Linked DNA regions of Macaca mulatta: region 2 is linked to region 1. A link is a contact called in public Hi-C data. All regions are on one chromosome and are shown on one strand. Each heading gives the region's core, a stretch centred on a gene start, on an enhancer-like site or on the middle of the called end of the contact. The rest is flanking DNA. Distances are from core to core; before and after follow the strand shown.

What was found. Hi-C and Micro-C count contacts between places; a contact is called where the count stands out from the background.
Region 2: a contact with region 1 is called in a Hi-C map of sperm, with 4 times the contacts expected there. The contact joins two enhancer-like sites. A contact is called at or near these places in 8 of 14 Hi-C or Micro-C datasets (blood, cortical neurons, fetal cortex germinal zone and 4 more).

The regions. Positions count from the first base shown.
Region 1 is chr15:118,073,447-118,076,303 of T2T-MMU8v2.0, reverse strand. It overlaps the pseudogene LOC144334789. Among named protein-coding and RNA genes, the nearest start is that of DAPK1, 170 kb to the left of the region's middle. Within about 2 kb of position 1,278, at least 4 of the 40 cell types and tissues checked have an H3K27ac peak or open chromatin away from gene starts, as enhancers often do.
Region 2 is chr15:118,400,197-118,402,896 of T2T-MMU8v2.0, reverse strand. DAPK1 (death associated protein kinase 1) reads right to left here. Exons shown (of 26, transcript NM_001257788.1): 18 at 1,578-1,676. Among named protein-coding and RNA genes, the nearest start is that of CTSL, 68 kb to the left of the region's middle. Within about 2 kb of position 1,421, at least 5 of the 40 cell types and tissues checked have an H3K27ac peak or open chromatin away from gene starts, as enhancers often do.

The DNA.
Region 1 (2,857 bases), core at 29-2,528:
ATTACAGGTGTGAGCCACCGTGCCCAGCCTGAAAAACTGCATTTTTAATCATTTAATGCTATTATAGGAAATACAATTTGTTTTTATATTTTGGCCTTATGTCCAGGGTTAATCCTTTAGTATTAGAATTAGTAATTTTAATTCTTTACTTGTTGGTAAGATTCTTACATTGTTGGTAAGATTTTGCATGTTGATACCTGCAGCTCTAACTCATTTTTATTGTTACATAATGTTTCATTTGCTTTTTTCATTACGGATTAGTCATGCATTCTCTCAAGGATGGACATTTAGATCGTTTAGGTGGTCCCCTTCTCCTCCCCTTCCTTCTTCTTTGCTATTACATAACAACGTGACAACAGAATTCTAGTACCTGTCTCCTTGTGAAAATGTGTGAGATTTTTCTTTTCCAGGATCTACCAGGGAGTGGAACTACTGGGTTGTGGAGACTCAGATACTGCTTAGGCACAATTCATAGCCTCTTGGCCCGACCTACTTTTCGAGTTATTACAGTGGCAACCGGCTCTGTGAGCGCTCCAAGTGACTTTCCCTTAGTGTTCCCTGATCTACCCCACCCCCTTCTGTGATGCCTGCCTCTTGCTTTGGCCTGGGATGAGGTATGAAACACTACAGACCATGCTCAGTGTCCATGCATGCACAGCCACGAAGCATGGGGCAGGCAGCACCACATGGGGCAAACATTTAACCCTGGGACATAGGAGCCAGTGGATAAATTCTTCCCCTTTGCACCCTTGGACTAACTGTCCTGTAGTGCAGTTTGCATGACTTCTTGAAGGGTGATATCACTAGGTCCAGCCACGGGAGCACCCTCTGCAGGTGGCCCCTGCCTCACTCCCCTTCCCTCTCTGTTTCTGAGTCTCACTCTCACCACCTATCTCTGGGGTGCGTCCAGCAGAGTCTGCCGGGGTTCTCTTCCTGCCATTGTGAAGGTCCCCACGTCCAAGTGGGATAGAAGGAATGTGGTGGATTTGCGGGGAAACTGCTTCTGGTCAGTTGAGCTTTTGTGGCTGAAGCTACTCACACTGTAAATTCTACACACAGGAATTTATGGGAATCTGGTCTTCGGACTAGACAAGTTTGGTGCTAGTGGAGACCCTAGTTTAGGGGTTGGTTTGGAGCATTATGAATCTACTAGGGATTTAGCTGAATATTCAGAATCAGGAGGTTAAAACAGATGTGAATCTGATGACTGTTGCTGGCTTGGATTAGTAGGCACCAGCCTCAGGGCAGATGACTCAGCCAGCCCTGATTCTGCCTCCTCTAAAGCTAACATAATTTTCTGATGGCGTGGGTTGCATTATGGTCTATAATATTATTCATGCTATAGATACTTACTGAGAACCTACTGTATGCCAGATACTATTCTAAGTGCTTTAAAAACATTAATCCTCGCGACGGCTCTGAAGTAATAAGTGTTATGTCATATGAGGAAATTGAGGCACAGAGGCTTCATAACGTACCTCAGGTCCCACAGTGGTCGAGCTCTATTTGAACCCAGGAAGCCTACCCCTAGCCCCACACTCTTAACCATTGGACTACACTGAGTCTGTTGTTAGTCCCTCCTTCTCCTCCTCCTCCTTCTTCTTGGAGTCTTTTGTTAGTCCCTCCTCCTCCTTCTCATCCTTCTTCTTCTCCTTCTCCCTCCTCCCCCTCCTCCTCCTCCTCCTTCTTCTTCTTTTTCTTCTTCTTCTTCTTCCTCTCCTCTTCCTCCTCCTCCTCCTCCTTCTCCTCCTCCTCCCTCCTCCTCTTCCTCCTCCTCCTCCTCCTTCTGCTACTTCTTCTTCCTCTTCTTGAGACAGGATCTTGCTCCATCCCCAGGCTGGAGTGCAGTGGTGCAATCATGGCTCACTGCAGCCTGTGTCTCCCGGGCTCAAGCGATTCTCTTTTCCAGCCCCCCAGGTAGCTGGGACTATAGGCACACACTACCATACCTGGTTAATTTTTTCTATTCTTTGTAGAGTCAGGATGTCACTATGTTGTCCAGGCTGGTCTTTATCTCCTGGGCTCAAGTGATCCTCCTACTTTGACTTCCCAAAGTGCTGGGATTACACGTGCCAGCTGCCATACCCAGCCAGTCCTTTATTCCTTCCTTCCTTGCTTCTTTCTTTTTTCTTTTCATGTCAGAATTGTGGAGGTATAACTAACATGGTGAAAAAATAATACCCTTTTTAGGTACATAGTTCTGTGAATTTTGGAAAACACATACGCTCATGTAACCACCCCCATAATCAAGTCATAGACATTCTCATCATCCCAAGGGGTCATTGTGCCTTTTCCTGTACCTAGCCTCTGGCAACCACTGATCCATTCTCCTTCCCTGGAGGTTTGCTTTTTGGAGACTGTCACATGAGTAGAATCCTACAGGACATAGACTTTTGAGTGGCCTTCTTTCACTTAGCATGAGATTCATTCATGTTGTTGCACATGTTAGCAATGTGTTTGTTTATGGCCGAGGAGCATTCCATTGCATGAATGTATAATAGTTTGTTTCTGCATTTACCAGTGGATGAATAGTTGTATTATTTCCAGTTTTTGATTATTATTAATAAAACTGCTGTAAATATTTGTCTGCAGGTATTTGTGTGGACATATGTGTTTTCACGACCTTGGGTGAATACCTAGGAGTGGGATTTCTGGGTCATAAGTGAATATTTAACTTAATAAGAGAAAGCTTTCCGAAAAAGTCTGTGCCATTTTGCATTTCCACCAGCAATACACAGGTTTTCCAGTTGCTTTTTTTTGTGTGTGTGTGATGGAGTTTTGCTTTGTCACTCAGGCTGAAGTGCAGTGGCACAATCTCGGCTCACTGCAACCTCTGCCTCCTGGGTTCAAGTAATTC
Region 2 (2,700 bases), core at 172-2,671, 330 kb before region 1:
GAGCCTGGCGGGGACCACCGATGCAGCTGTCGTGGGGAAGGGCAGAGGGCCCTGCGGCTCATGGAGGGACCCCACAGAGGGGGCCGCACGTTTCAGCAGCCCCAGCCTGCACTGCGGTAGATGCAACAGCATCAGCTGCTGGCATCTTCAGTCATGGTCTGGCTGGGTCTTTCATGAGGCCACACACAGGACAGAAATATTTATTCGTCTTGAAAATGCATATAAATGCTCTATTAGGGAGTAACTGGAACCTGTGCCCAAGCATGGCTGGGCAGGCTTGACAATGGCCCACGAGATCTAACAAGTCAGGCACAGCAGGGTGAAGTGGGTATGGTGTGTGCATTTGCGGTGGGTGACCAGGTGCCCTAGAAACGGGCCTCACCCCTTGCGGAGTACTTGGTAATAACTGAGCCTGCAGAGAAAGCACAGAGCTGGGCGCCCCCCGACTGCACAAATCAGACCTATTACTTTTGGGGAGGGAATGACATCCCGATAACATGAGTGCATTCAGGGAGGCGACATCCTAGCCCCAGCGGTCAGCAAACACTTTCCGTCAAGGGCCAGGGGAGGAGGTGTTTGGGCTCCGTGGCACATATGGTCTCTGTCACAGCTGCTCAGCTCTGACACCTGGCATGGAAGCTGCCAAGGCCAATACACACCTTAGGCATGGCTGTGTCCCAGTAAGACTTCATTTACAAAAACCAGCAGTGGGATATGGCCTGTGGGCCACGGTTTGCTAACCTCTGGATGATCTCCAGGAAATGAGGCTCTCTTCCAGCCTCGGGGCCTGAGCTGGGCTGACACATTAAAGCACCACTTGGTCTCCTCAGAGAATCACCCTCTGTCAGCAAAGCTCTAATCTGTGGGCCCAGGACTCTCCCACACAGGCTGGATGGTCAACCTACTCTCAGGCCGGCAAGTACCCGAATGGTAGTATTTCACTGCAGCCGTAACATTGCAACCATACCTCATTAGCTGATGCATTTTCCTTCTTGAGTATTTCATGAAATGTGAATCAAACGGTTTCCTCAGCAGGGAGGTGCTAGGTCTGGCATCGGGAGCAGGGAGTGAGGGAACTGAAGAAATCTCACTTAAAATACTCCACAGGCCTAAAGCAAAGCCTGACTCTTTACGCAACTCCTGCTTATGGCACCCGGCAGTCTGGTCTTGGGCAAATATGGAGACTGCACCCAATACTCACTGAGGATTCTTCCTCCCCCAGCTCCTTCTAAAGGGCAGGGGGTCCAGTGCCCTGGGGCAGAGGAGCATTTAGGAAGGGGAAGTACATACATCCCACAATGCAGGGGCCCTGGTGTGTGACTTGGAAAACAAAAAGAGCAGAGGGAAGCAGCGGAATCCCTGGCAGCGCAGGGTGTGGTGAGATGAGAAGAGGAACATTAAGGAGACATTAGGTTGGGCGTGTGTGGGCGAATGTCTGTGTTACTGCGGCGGAGGAGTGAACAGCAGCCTGGCTGCTTTAGAATGCAGAGTTGCCATGCAAGCCCTGTCCCTCCTGCCCTGGAGGCGCCAGAGGCTCCCAGCAGCTCCCTCCTGCACGAAGCCCTGTGAGCACTCACTGTGGTCAGCGCCTCCACGCTGGCTCCCATCAGACAGAGGTACCGGACCACGTCCAGGATCCCGTTGTTGGCCGCGAGGTGCAGAGGCGTTCGTCCGTACTGGGAAGAGAGAAAAAAGGTCAAAGGTCGTTCTTCTCATGCAGTTGCTGAGGATGACATTCCCGAGACACAAGGTTAAGGAAGGGGTTAGGGCCCACCAGAAAGAAGGAAAGAGCCATCTCCCTTCTCCTGAAACTTGCTCTCCACTGGGGCAGGCCAGCCAGGCAGAACCTTTCCAAGTGCTCTGCAGTTAAAAGAGGAGCTTCAAAATACAACTTCAAAGATAACTGAAGTAAGTTTCCTGCTGTGCTGGCCTGAAGGAGGCAGGAGCCAAGGGCTCAAGGCCCAGAGTTCCAGCAAGATCTGCACCATAGATCAAATGTAGACACAGCCAGGGAAGAAGATACACGGAAGACAGATATTGAAGACATCCTAATTAGTGAAAATCCCAGGACAAGCCCATAAGCCCTGTTTGTGCCTGTGGTTCCCAAACTGTGTGCCAAGGTAGCCCAGGGAACTGCACTGAATTCATAGGGGTGCCCAGGAATATCTAAAGTTTTTGATAAGAAAACTGGTTCTGAGACCAGGTGAACTACTCGCTTGAAGTGGTGCAGAGTGTCATCATTAGACTGCACCACCCTGCCTTCCATGACACCATGTCTCTCACAGCAGGGGGTTGGTGGCTGCCCTGGGAGGAATCAAGAGTCTTGAGGAAATCACTGTGGACAGGATATGAGGCCATATCCACTCTGAGTCCAAGGTTTCAAAAGTGCAGTACACTCATCACATTGTACGTAATGTGGTCGTGGAAGAAGGAAAAGAAAATATTAGTTTTCTTTCTGTTTATATGTATTATCTTTCTCAGCTGCTGCTAAGCTGTTAGGACATAAGTGGTTACTAAGTTGTTTGGAATGAACAGAAGTGTTAGGGATTTCTTTTGATCTAGGGGAACCATGAAAAAATAATTACTGAAACCCTGAGGATGTTGTGAACTGAGAAAGTTTGGGAATGTCTTTTTTATGCTATGTATTTTTAAATATCAGTTTTTGTTATACAGGTAACACATGCTCTTTTTAAAACTCCA